Regions from separate parts of the Gossypium arboreum genome. Here all the other regions are linked to region 3. The links are chromatin contacts, called in public Hi-C maps. All regions are on one chromosome and are shown on one strand. Each heading gives the region's core, a stretch centred on a gene start, on an enhancer-like site or on the middle of the called end of the contact. The rest is flanking DNA. Distances are from core to core; before and after follow the strand shown.

Region 1 (3,697 bases), core at 587-3,086, 850 kb after region 3:
GATAAAAAAGGATAATATTAGGAGAATGGATATTATCCCAAAGAGATCAATGATATCTTATGAGGGTAACACACTAATGACAAGGTCATTGGACGAGCACTAAATAGTTGTTGTCATAATGGTATGTCGTTGGGGAAAGCTCAGTCACGATACTATAGTGGAATGACTTCGTGACTAAATGAGTTTATAATTAATAGGCGAAAAGTCAAGACCTATTTCTAAATCATTTGAGCCTCAACTTCACATGTCTAATTGATCCCTCTGCTAGCTCATTGAAACCAAAAATGAATTGTATGTTTGAATAAAAATGAACAGAATGAATAGAAAAAGAGAAATGAGAAACATTTAAGAATGATTATGGTTTTCTCCAAAATGGAGAAATAGAATCATTTGGAAATGAATGTAGGTTTTCAAAAATGGAAATGGAAATGAAAATAGAAATTTGCAATCCTATATCAGATTACTTAAAAAATAGAAGAACGAGTTTATGTTTTTGGACTATTTTGAAGCCTAAAAATGAAAATAAACCATTCGGTCATAATGAACAAGTTAAGTTGTGACATATTGAACGAAATTTCTCCAAATTTTATCTAGGGTAAAATTGTCAAAATTTTATTGGAGTAAAATTGGGATGAAAAAATTATTTAATATGTAAATATTAAAGTTTATTTTATGAAATAGAATAACTGAACTAGGTTGGATCACATTATAGAATACTGGGTCAAAAAGACTCAAGAAGTGCTCGTAATTAGACCTGATGTGAAAGAGACCCAAAACCCCTCATATAACATGAAGGAGGCAACAACCCTTTTAGAAATATAAGGGTGAGTCATTCACCCCTCTCCTACTCTTAGTAGAATGTTGTTTTTCTATTTAAAATAAACTTTATCATACAATATACTTTTCAATATTATAAAAACTAAACCTTTATTCGTTAAACTAGCTTAAATATAGTATACCATAACATACAATCACTACTTTAATATCGACTACAACTTACCTATGCATCCCATGAAAATGCACACTAGTATTTTAATATACTACTTATGTAAATTGAAAACAATAAAAATTAAAAACTAATTAAGAATTAAATTTATATATAATATATTAAAAATTTTAACTTATATGCTAATTGAGTTAAAACTCAATCAACAAATTATTATATATTAATTTTTATTGTTTATGACATTTAATATTAAAATTTTAATCATATTATTTTTAACAAATTTAATTTTAAACAAAACTTAAATACAATAGATGAGACTCACGTCATTATTAAAGTCAACCTAATAGTGATATGAGAAGAATTAATTTAGAGCTAAAATTTACCTTAATTATTTCAATATTTTGCTTATATATATATATATATATATATATTGTAGATATTAGATATATGTAGTATTTTTCTTTACTCTCAAATTAAATAAAAAATCATTTTAGTTATATATATTTATATTATGTATAAAATGATTGATTGAGTTAATGCCACAATTTAACTTGAAATTAACTCAATTGTAAAATTATTAGGTAATTAAAATTATTATAAGAATAAATTTATCTTTTCACACTTCTTTATAGTTTTAAATAAAATAATTAAACCATATTATTTGAGAATCGAATACAAAATTAATAAATTTATATAAAATTTATTGTCATTTCACCAATAATTATTTATTAAAATAATTTTATAATAATATAAAATATTTTCATTCCTCCATGTCATGAACTTAGAAAACTTCTGAACAGTTAAGAGTTGGGTGGAAGAACTTATCATGTTTTAAGCCCAACAATAAATAAAACAACTGAGCAAAAAATAATTATGTTTAAGCCCAACAAGAAAATCCCAAACCCCAAATACGAGACTTAAAATCCCCCGCAAATCTGGAGGAAGCACAGCGCAAAACAAGAGCATAGAGAGAGATGGGGAGAAAGAAGGGAGTGCTAGAGTTCGAAGAAACCGGGCCAGATGACTTCGACCCGGCCAACCCCTACCAAGACCCAGTTGCCATGCTGGAAATGAGGGAGCATATAGTTCGAGAGAAATGGATAGACATTGAGAAGGCGAAGATCTTACGAGACAAAGTCAGGTGGTGTTACCGCATCGAAGGAGTCAACCATCTCCAGAAGTGCCGCCACCTCGTTAGCCAGTACCTTGACGCCACCCGCGGCATTGGTTGGGGCAAGGATGGCCGCCATCCGTCCCTCCACGGTCCTAATCTTTTTTATTTTAAATATATGCTACTTTTATTTTCTTTATTTTATTTAAGCTCGATTGATTGTTAATTTTATTACTTGCTATTTTACTTCCTGAATAAATTTGAAAAAAAAAAAAAGATGAATAATTTTCGCCTATTTAGCTCGTTTTCAATTGATTTTTTTTTTCGTTTACTACTTCCTTTTAATTTTAACAAGGTTTGAGGAAGTCAAAAGCAACGCTAGGGGTAAAAGTAACGAAACGATTGAATGTTAAACCATTATTTTATTTGTTTTGGAATGAGTCAACATTGTTGTTTGGGGGAGGGAATGTCTGAACTGTATTGATCATTGTGTTTAATGATTTCGGATATAGGTCCGAAGGTTGAGGAGGTTGAGTCAGAATGAGTGGCTGCATTCAGCTAAGGAAGGTAATCTGAGGCCCTAATTCATTCTTTATATTATCTATTGAACCTTCTTTTTACCATTGTCTTGATCAAATTATTTCTTACTATATTGTTGTTTGTGAAACTGTTTGGCTGAATTATGGGATTTGTGTAAAGAAAAAGCCTAAACCTACTTAGCTGAATCGTGCGACAAGTATATGCATTCTAAAGCAGAAATAGGTGGGAAAAGGAATGATTTATGTGGTGGCAAAAGCCCTTAGGAAATAACCAAATTTAGATGTTTTCTTTTTTCTTAATCATCTTTGTGAGCGATGACTGTTCTGAATTCGGATCTACTTTGAGAAAAAGAGAACTGCAAACTGGCTTATTGAGACTCTTGTAATATTGACTATTATTCAGTGTGAGGCTACTACAACTACAGAGATGTTCATTCACTTAAACATGATACGTAGTTTTATTAATAAGTCATTTTGCTTTTGGTGGGATTGGGGGTTTAAGGACTCTTGCAATGAGCTTATGTAATCAGTTAGGTGCAAACTGTAAGAATCTTTAATCATCTGGTAGTAGGACCAATGCATTATTAAGTATTAGGCCATTGAACCAAATAAGCTCATAAGTCAGAAACCTTAAGTCTCTTCTTATTACTTTTCAAGGTTAGTGAGCTCCAAATATTTAATGTAATCTTTGGGGGAACATCACATGGGTGTGATAACTGTGCATGCAATTGGAATGGCTTCAATATACGTGATGTGTGCACTAGGTGCAGTAAATACATCTAGCAGGTTTGAGCAAATTATTCGGGAATCATTTTCAAGAAAGTTCAAGCTGCGATACTGTTCAGTGTGGTTTTTTGTCAATGAGGATTGAATTTGATTACTAGGACATTGGTTGCTATAAGCTTTGAGAACGGAAATGCAGGTTGCAAATTGATGGAAAGGAGATTCATACATTTGAGAGTTATCTTAACTTCATGGACAGACTTTAGAGGATGTAATTCATGTAATGGAGTAGTTTGGATAAATTGAACTACAGCAATTGAGAATGTAATTTGATACTTGGTGCATGCATGGTCTTTTATATGGATCACATAATTAGAG
Region 2 (3,759 bases), core at 785-3,284, 890 kb before region 3:
ATCATATATTTCACAAATTAAACAAGGGGTATGAGAAAGCTTACACTCAAAACTTAGAGTAGGGGTTTAGGCTACTCCTAAGCTCCCAAATTCCACAATGAATTGTGCCTACTAGCAGTGATTCCAAACACTTACCGTTCACACTTTCGCCTAGTCGCTGAAAGTCTAAACTAGATTTCCTTTCCTTTTGCCTTGCTCGTCGAAGGCTTCAACGGTTTCGATTACTTACCCAAAACAAATCACATAACAAACATAATTATCATTCAGCCATAGATTCATAATTATTATTCAGCCATAGATTCTCTTCAGACTGAAATTTCGACTAGTTTAGCTGAAACATAAAAACCTCAACTCCTACTCGCTCTTATTTAATAAAACTGATTCTAATCGTCTAATTATATATCTAAGAATAATTCCCAACCTTCAAACTATACAGAACTACACGGATTCATGGTTCCAAAATTTTGACATACAATGGTAATTTTCACGAAAACTCAATAAAACCTTAGAACTCTTTAACAAAACTTGAGGGAAAGTTTAGAAACCAACTAATCACATCAAAACAAGTTGAAAAACACTTTGAAACATCGTTTTCATTCAAAATCCTGAATTCCACCATTAACGATCCAATTTTCGGCATTTATTCAAAAAATTTGATTCAATAGATAAAAACCTAATTTAAAAGGCTAGATATCATCAAAAACTAATATGAAAACAAATCATTACCTTCGATGAGAGAAAAATGAATGTTTGGTTGAAAATCCAAAAAACCCACAAGTTTGAGAGATAACAAAATTAATGGTGTTTTTGGTGTTTCTCTTTGAATTTGGGAGGGATTTGGTGTTTGGGATTTGATAGAATTAAAAAAGATTAGAGTTGGAAAGATCAAAATAGATGAATGAGGTTTGAGGTTTCAAGGGACGGCACAAATAGGTGAGAATGCTATTTTTTTCTCTAATTGTCAAAATAGGTGAAAAAGGGGGAAAATTGGGTTGATTTAAAACTTCATACATTTGCTTTAAAACTACTCTTAATTTAATTCCTTTTACAAAACAATCCTCTTTTTTAAAATTGAAGGTCTTTTCTACCTTATTTTCAAAAATTGATTTAACTATAAAAAAGCCATATACGAACACATTTTCGGTTTACCATGCTTCAAATTTTCAAACACATTTTGAACTAAAATTCCTAAATTACCCTCAAAACTACTAGGCTCAATTTTGAGGTGTGATAACGACCTTATTCTACGCACGTTTCATATCAACAACTTAAAAAAATACTAATATTTATAATTAAAATATCCATATTTTATCTTGTAAAACATTTACTATAAAATATTTATAAATTGTAATATTTATTATTACAATATTAATATAAATATTGTTAATAATATATTAATAATATTTAAATTTTAAAACATTATTGTTAAAATTTATTATTAAGATAAGATTGCAATATTAAATGATTTATTAAAACAATAAATTATATTAGTTATATTAATAATTTACTATATTGTTAAATATAAATAATTAAATATGTATGTTTAATAATATTCACCATTATGATTTTTTATTAATATTTTATATTTTTAAAAATTAAAATAAAAATTATTAATATAATAATGTTAGATTTAATTCAAATCAATTGTGATATAAAAATAAAATTACTGAGTTTTTTTAAAAAATGATTTATCCTTGACAAGGGTAAATCAATTTAATTTTGATTTATTAAACAATTTTTCATGAAACAAACACATAAAAATATAAAGAAGAAAAATAATTTCGTAAGTCATTTTCTTCGCCTAGAGGAAAATTCTTATTAAAACCTCAAGTTTTTAAAAATTTTAATTGTACATTTGAAAATTCTAACTAAACCCCAAAATTTAAAAATTATTATTAAATCTTAAATTTTTTAAAACTTTCAATTAAACTATTTTTTAATAATTTAAATTTTTATAAAACTTCTAAAATTTTTGAAAATGGTCACTAAAACTCTTTAAATTTTTAAAAATTTTAATTAGATCTGATCCGCAGCTTTTATCCAATAGAGACTAGAAGTAAAACGACATCGTTTACATTACCGTTCACCGATGAGGTTCTTACAAATCGATAATACGGAAATTAAATCACACATACCCTTCTTCTCGCATTGAATGCTGTTGCGATTCCCACAAAATCAGTTAGCAAAGACAAAAAAGAAAAAAAAAATGGAAGAAGAGAAGGCTGCAGCTTACTACGACGAGCTTACCAGGAAAGGTGAGGGAGCGGCCAGATTCAAGCGAGGCCTCGGTTTCTCCTCTTGCGATGATCAACACGATACGGTTCCTCAAAGAGGCACAACCTTTGTCTCTTCATCTTCATCCTTCCTCAGCAGTTTCGTCAGGGCCTCGAGTCCTACCACCGCTTCCAAGCTTGAGAAAGAATCTCAACTTCAATCGATCCAACATAAGCTAAAGAAGAAGCCGGAAAGAGAAGCTAGGGTTTCGGCGAGAACCAACGTGGAGAGAGACGGAGATAAGCATTCGAGGAGGCGAAGCAGCAGCACGAGTAGGGAGAAATACTGGGAAAAGGATAGAGAGAGAAGGAAGCGGAGAAGGAGTAGGTCGCCTCGTAGAGATCGGAGGAGGAGTGGGAGTAGAGATCGCCGGAGGAGGAGTAGGTCGCCTTGTAGAGAAGGGAAATTGGAGCGGAGGAAGCGGAGCAGGAGTTTGTCGCCGCGGGAGTCATGGAGGTCAGAGAGGCATGGGACGAGAGAGGGGAAATCCAAGAAACATAAAAATGGAGCTGTTGATTATTCGCTGTTGATCCAAGGTTACGATAGTATGGTATGAAGTTTTTACAGTTTTTTCTGTTATGTTCTTTTCTTTAATAGTCATATACAATGTATTATCTACTTCGTCTAGCTCAGTACATTTATGATTGCTGCTGGTTTTTTTGAAAGAATCGATGTCCTCACCGCTTATTCTTCTCTTTATCAAGTGGTATTATCGATTAAATTTAGCTAGATTTTTATGATTCAGTGTACGATAAGAAAGTTTGGCCCGAAGAGATTTGGAATTTTATTTTGGAAGCTATTAGTATGTCATGGAAAACGAAAATAAAACAGAGTAATATTTGAGGACATCCTAATTAAGAGTAGAACTTGGTTTAATTCTATTTATTCTATTTGAATTATATGAACCTATTTTTTATTCAATTTGCCTGATATTGGGAAATTATTTTTCTGAAATTGGAATCTTTGATTCTAACTCCTTAACGGTAAGCATAATGAATTCTATGCCTTTATTTGTGATTGGTTCTCCATTGGTTCTTTATCTTATCTCAAAGACTAAAGGGTGACTTTGTCAAGTACATTTTGTCTGCTTGGATCTTTCTGTTTAAGGCCTTTGCTTTAAGGGGTGATGAAAAGGCATTTCTTTTGTGAACAGTTGCCTCCTGAAAGAGTTAAAGCCAAGATGAAACTTCAACTTGCTGAAGCAGGTAGTTTGTCCTATTTCTTTGGGATTCCATTTTATTGTTGCTTAAGTGTTATGGGCTTCCGGGAGTGCTATGCAGTGTTTCTTGTTTTGTTGATGTTTGATACTACCAACTTAGCATTATTTTGTTTATGAGGTGAACATCTTAGTTTATCTCTGGGAAATCAATGTGATCATAAGAAATCAAGTTTAGCTAGGGGTGTGCATTTGGTCAGTTCGGTTGATTATTTCACTTTTTGGCTTTTTAAGATTTATTGACTTATAAAAGAAAAAAATATCAATTG
Region 3 (3,914 bases), core at 1,280-3,779:
AAGTTAACTACTACCTACAACCGCAACATCAAGTACTGAATGAGCTAGACAATGAAGAGCCATCTTGATTTCATGATTAGAATAATTTGAATCAAAGTCATTGGATTACAAGTTGCAATTGAGTGCTAGAAATATTTCTCCTCACTGACTTGATTAAAATGCATCGAGGTACCTCAGGCAATCACCTTTCTTTACATTGAATTACAACAAGTTGGAATTGAGTGCTATTGCAATCACAGTTGCATGCATTTCTAATTACCAATTATATTACCATCTTCACGTGCAAGGATTATAATGAAAAAATAAAGATTTCCACAATTTTAATGTGGCACAAACCCAAATAGTTAAGGTGAATTAATGAGGCAAATGTTGTCCTACTTTTTCAGATACACAGAAAGGAATCCACTATTTTTATTTCATTGAACTTCAAAGCATAAACTAGTCAACCAATCACCTAGCAGAAGGGAGATCTAAATTGACATATTCCCTTGCGCCTGATAAAAAGTAATTGAATCTATTCTAAATGCAAGGTAGACCATGGAGTGCTTAGAATTATCCACTTAATTTATGGCCACTAAGCATAAATAAAAAACATGAGCTTATTTTTATAATCAGCCACGAAAGATAAAGAATGCTTGCTAAGTGGTCAAACCAATACAAATCAACAACTAAATTATGCACATACTTGATTTTGATACATTGGTTGAGGTGGCAGCTGATTTGAGTGTGGTGGCTGTCCTTGTGCAAAAGAAGGTCCAAGGCCAGAAGGTGGTTTATTACTTGACTGGACAATTCAAAAATAAAAGGAATTATTGCAGAATATGTTACTAGGTAGAACCCAAGGCTTCCAAAATTCAACTTCTGACTTACATGGAATATAGGCTGTGAAAGATGCTGGGGAGCACCAGGATGCTGGAAACCAACATTAGGACCCATTTGGGGGGTATACTGATGATGTAAAGTTGGCAGTGTAGGTGGTCTAGCCTGTTGCGGCATTGGTGGCTGGAGAGGCATATGAGGAATTCCAGTTGTCTGCAAAGACTGCTGCAACTGGCCAGAGGCCATTGGCATGTGTGTTTGTTGATGATGATGGGGCTGTGAAGATGAGTGAAGAGGAACTGGAGGTACATTTGGCAGTTGAGATGATTGTGGAAGGGACATCGGAGGATTCAGATGCCCCTTCATCTGCTGTGGTGTCTGAAGGGAATGTGACGGCGTGGGTTGGGACTGAATGCTGGCTGGAGGAACAGCAGCAGCTGAGATATGTGCCCCAGCTTGGTTTTGGTGCTGTTTCCTTAAAGGAGGTTGGGTCTGAGATGGAGCCACTTGGTCCTGCAACCCGGGTTGACTTGGCAATGATTTTGCTGGCTGGATGTTTGGCATTGGAGGAGGTTGTGCTGATTGCTGACACTGAGATTGCTGCGATGTAGGTGGCTGAATGGTAGGAATCTAAACACAAACAAAGATTCAAAACACAGGCACAGTCCCCAACATAAAAATTTCAAGACAACTTCACATAAGTAAAAAAAACATACCACTTGAGGGGGCTTAACCATTCCAAGCATAATCTGAGCCTGGAGTAAAAAAAAAAAAAAAAAAAAAAAAAGACCTGTTCAGGCATGGAAGCTCCAAAAGATTTTCAACAGTACACCATCTAAAAACATGAATTTAAAAGCAAAAGGAGGGCTATTACAGCATTACAACTAATCCACCAAGAAAGATAAAGAACTACAGGCATCCCTTAAATACAAAAGCAACTTCAGAAACCTAATTGACCATACAAAGGTTCTTGAATACAACCGTATTCAGTGCCAAGTTGCTCGGGTTCTTAGTGACTAGCTACTCTAAACAACTATACCAAAATTTCATGCAATTCTCACAGTTATAGCAACGGACAATTCATTCGAACCAACATATAATAGCAACGTGTAATTATTATCGGTATCAGAATAAAAACTTTTCAAAGAATAGAGAATAAATCGGAAAGGGAAACGAAGAGAGCTTTAAAGAAAACTGAAAAAGAAAATAGAGAAGAAAAGAAAAACCTGGAATAGGGCTTTAGTCAAGAGAGGGTTTTGAATAAGGATCTCTTTCGCTTGTTGCTGGTTTTGTTCTATAAGCGTCTGCATATAGACAAAAAACGATCAACTAAAAACTAGTAATTAAATTACCAATTATATTTGATGGCGAAGGAACTGGCGTTTGGAACAAAGGAAAAAGAAATGAAATAGAAAATTGAAAGTGAGAGTGAGAGTGCCTTCATCTGGGACATGATCTCGTAAAGTTGATTCTTCGACATTCCAGCGAAGCTGGCTGGCAAGCCCTCGCCGCCGATCTGCTTTCCCGCCATTATCTATGTCGAGATTGAAGTGCAGTTTCAGGCTATTGTTGTGTTGGGGCTTTTATAGCAAAGCTGTTTTGAAAGGCCTGAGCCCGGCAACTGCATTTGGGCATTTTTATAAGAGCGCTATTAGGGATCCAACTCCATTCCTCGCACGTTTTCTTTTCATCCGTTAATATATATTTTGGTGGAGTTGTGCCGTAGGCTTGAAAATAAAATTACCCAATTAACCTCTTGTAAGTTAATATTAAAATTTCTAACTAAATATTAAAATTGGTGGGGAGAATAGTTAGATATTAAAATTTTGGGTAAACTATTAAAATAATTATTTTTATTTACCTCATGTTATATTTTAGTCATTTATTTTTGAAATGTTACATTTTAGTCACTTACGTTAACGTGTTGTAACATTTTAATCACTAAGTCATTAATTGTTGCTAACGGTGTAACTGTAAGCTGACTTGGCACGTTAAGTCATCATTTCAAATAAAAATTTTAGATTAAATTATACAATTAGTCTCCATATTTTTTCGTTTTGAGCAATTTAATTTTTTTCTTTTATGTTTTTTTAACTTTCCTTTTTTTCTTTATTTTTCATTTTCTTTTGCTCCTACCTATGTTTTCCTCCCTTCTCCATCTCTTTTAACGTTTTTTTTTTATATTTTCTATTTGTTAAAACTTTTTTATGTTTATGAAAAAAAAGGCGAAAGCTAAAACGAAAATAAAACTTGCATCGCATATTCTCACCCCACAATTACAAACCTTCATCATCCATCATCACTTTAACAAACCAATTTGGATCTCTCAATGGCCTAGTCCACAAGCTCACCTCACTCAACGACCTCGCTAGTCGTGACTTATAGCAGTCCACCCTCAACAAAGTTTCTCGAGCTCATTCCCTTAACCTCCTGACCAACCCCCACAACCACCATATCTATCTTACCTACAACATTCTTGTCCTCTTGAAACTACATTGCTTCACGGATTCTTCAAACGAGCTCTACACTCTCAATAACTAAAACGACCACGGTATGAATCTTACCCTCAAATTTACCCAAACCAATTTGGTTTCATGCTCACTTTCTCTCTTTGCTTCATCCATGCTCGGCTTTCTATCAAATTTGCTTAGGAATATCCAAGAAGTTTTAGATCAATTTTATTATTTGCTTAATTTTATTCATCAAAAAAGAAAAGGAAATGGATAATCTACATGATTCTGTAAAATTTTGGAAACAGAAAAAATTTGTTTTGAATATAAAGAATTAAATTTAAGTTTAGATTTGATTAAGGATATGGTTATTTATATTGATTAGTTAGATCCAATTTTAGTTTCAAAATTAGGTTATTCTAATCGAGATTTGATTAAGAATGATTGATATTCGGTTTTGAGTGAAATGCAAATTAGGAATCATGTGAAAGAAACAAAAACTTGGTTTATTTGGTGGGTAAAGATTATGTTTCTGCATTGAAGAATATGAGAAGAGAGAAAAATAAATGGGAAGAATAAAAGAAAAAAGAATTAAATTATTCAAAAAATAAAATATAGAGACTAGTTTAACAAATGAAAAATATA

The links. A called contact is a pair of places that touch in the nucleus more often than the background predicts.
Region 1: a Hi-C map of leaf shows a contact between it and region 3, with 4 times the contacts expected there. The contact joins the promoter of LOC108461970 here to the promoter of LOC108467692 in region 3. A contact is called at or near these places in 2 of 5 Hi-C or Micro-C datasets (both in leaf).
Region 2: a contact with region 3 is called in a Hi-C map of leaf, with 2.7 times the contacts expected there. The contact joins the promoter of LOC108470259 here to the promoter of LOC108467692 in region 3. A contact is called at or near these places in 2 of 5 Hi-C or Micro-C datasets (both in leaf).

What each region holds. Positions count from the first base shown.
Region 1 is chr8:80,305,173-80,308,869 of ASM2569848v2, reverse strand. LOC108461970 (NADH dehydrogenase [ubiquinone] 1 beta subcomplex subunit 10-B-like) reads left to right here and starts at 1,836. Exons shown (of 3, transcript XM_017762014.2): 1 at 1,836-2,209; 2 at 2,570-2,624. The coding sequence starts at 1,921. The coding sequence ends at 2,601.
Region 2 is chr8:82,049,009-82,052,767 of ASM2569848v2, reverse strand. LOC108470259 reads left to right here and starts at 2,034. Exons shown (of 6, transcript XM_053018010.1): 1 at 2,034-2,824; 2 at 3,428-3,479. The coding sequence starts at 2,153.
Region 3 is chr8:81,158,307-81,162,220 of ASM2569848v2, reverse strand. It overlaps LOC108467692, which reads right to left and starts at 2,529. Exons shown (of 7, transcript XM_017768424.2): 1 at 2,258-2,529; 2 at 2,046-2,123; 3 at 1,536-1,574; 4 at 871-1,449; 5 at 686-784. The coding sequence starts at 2,350.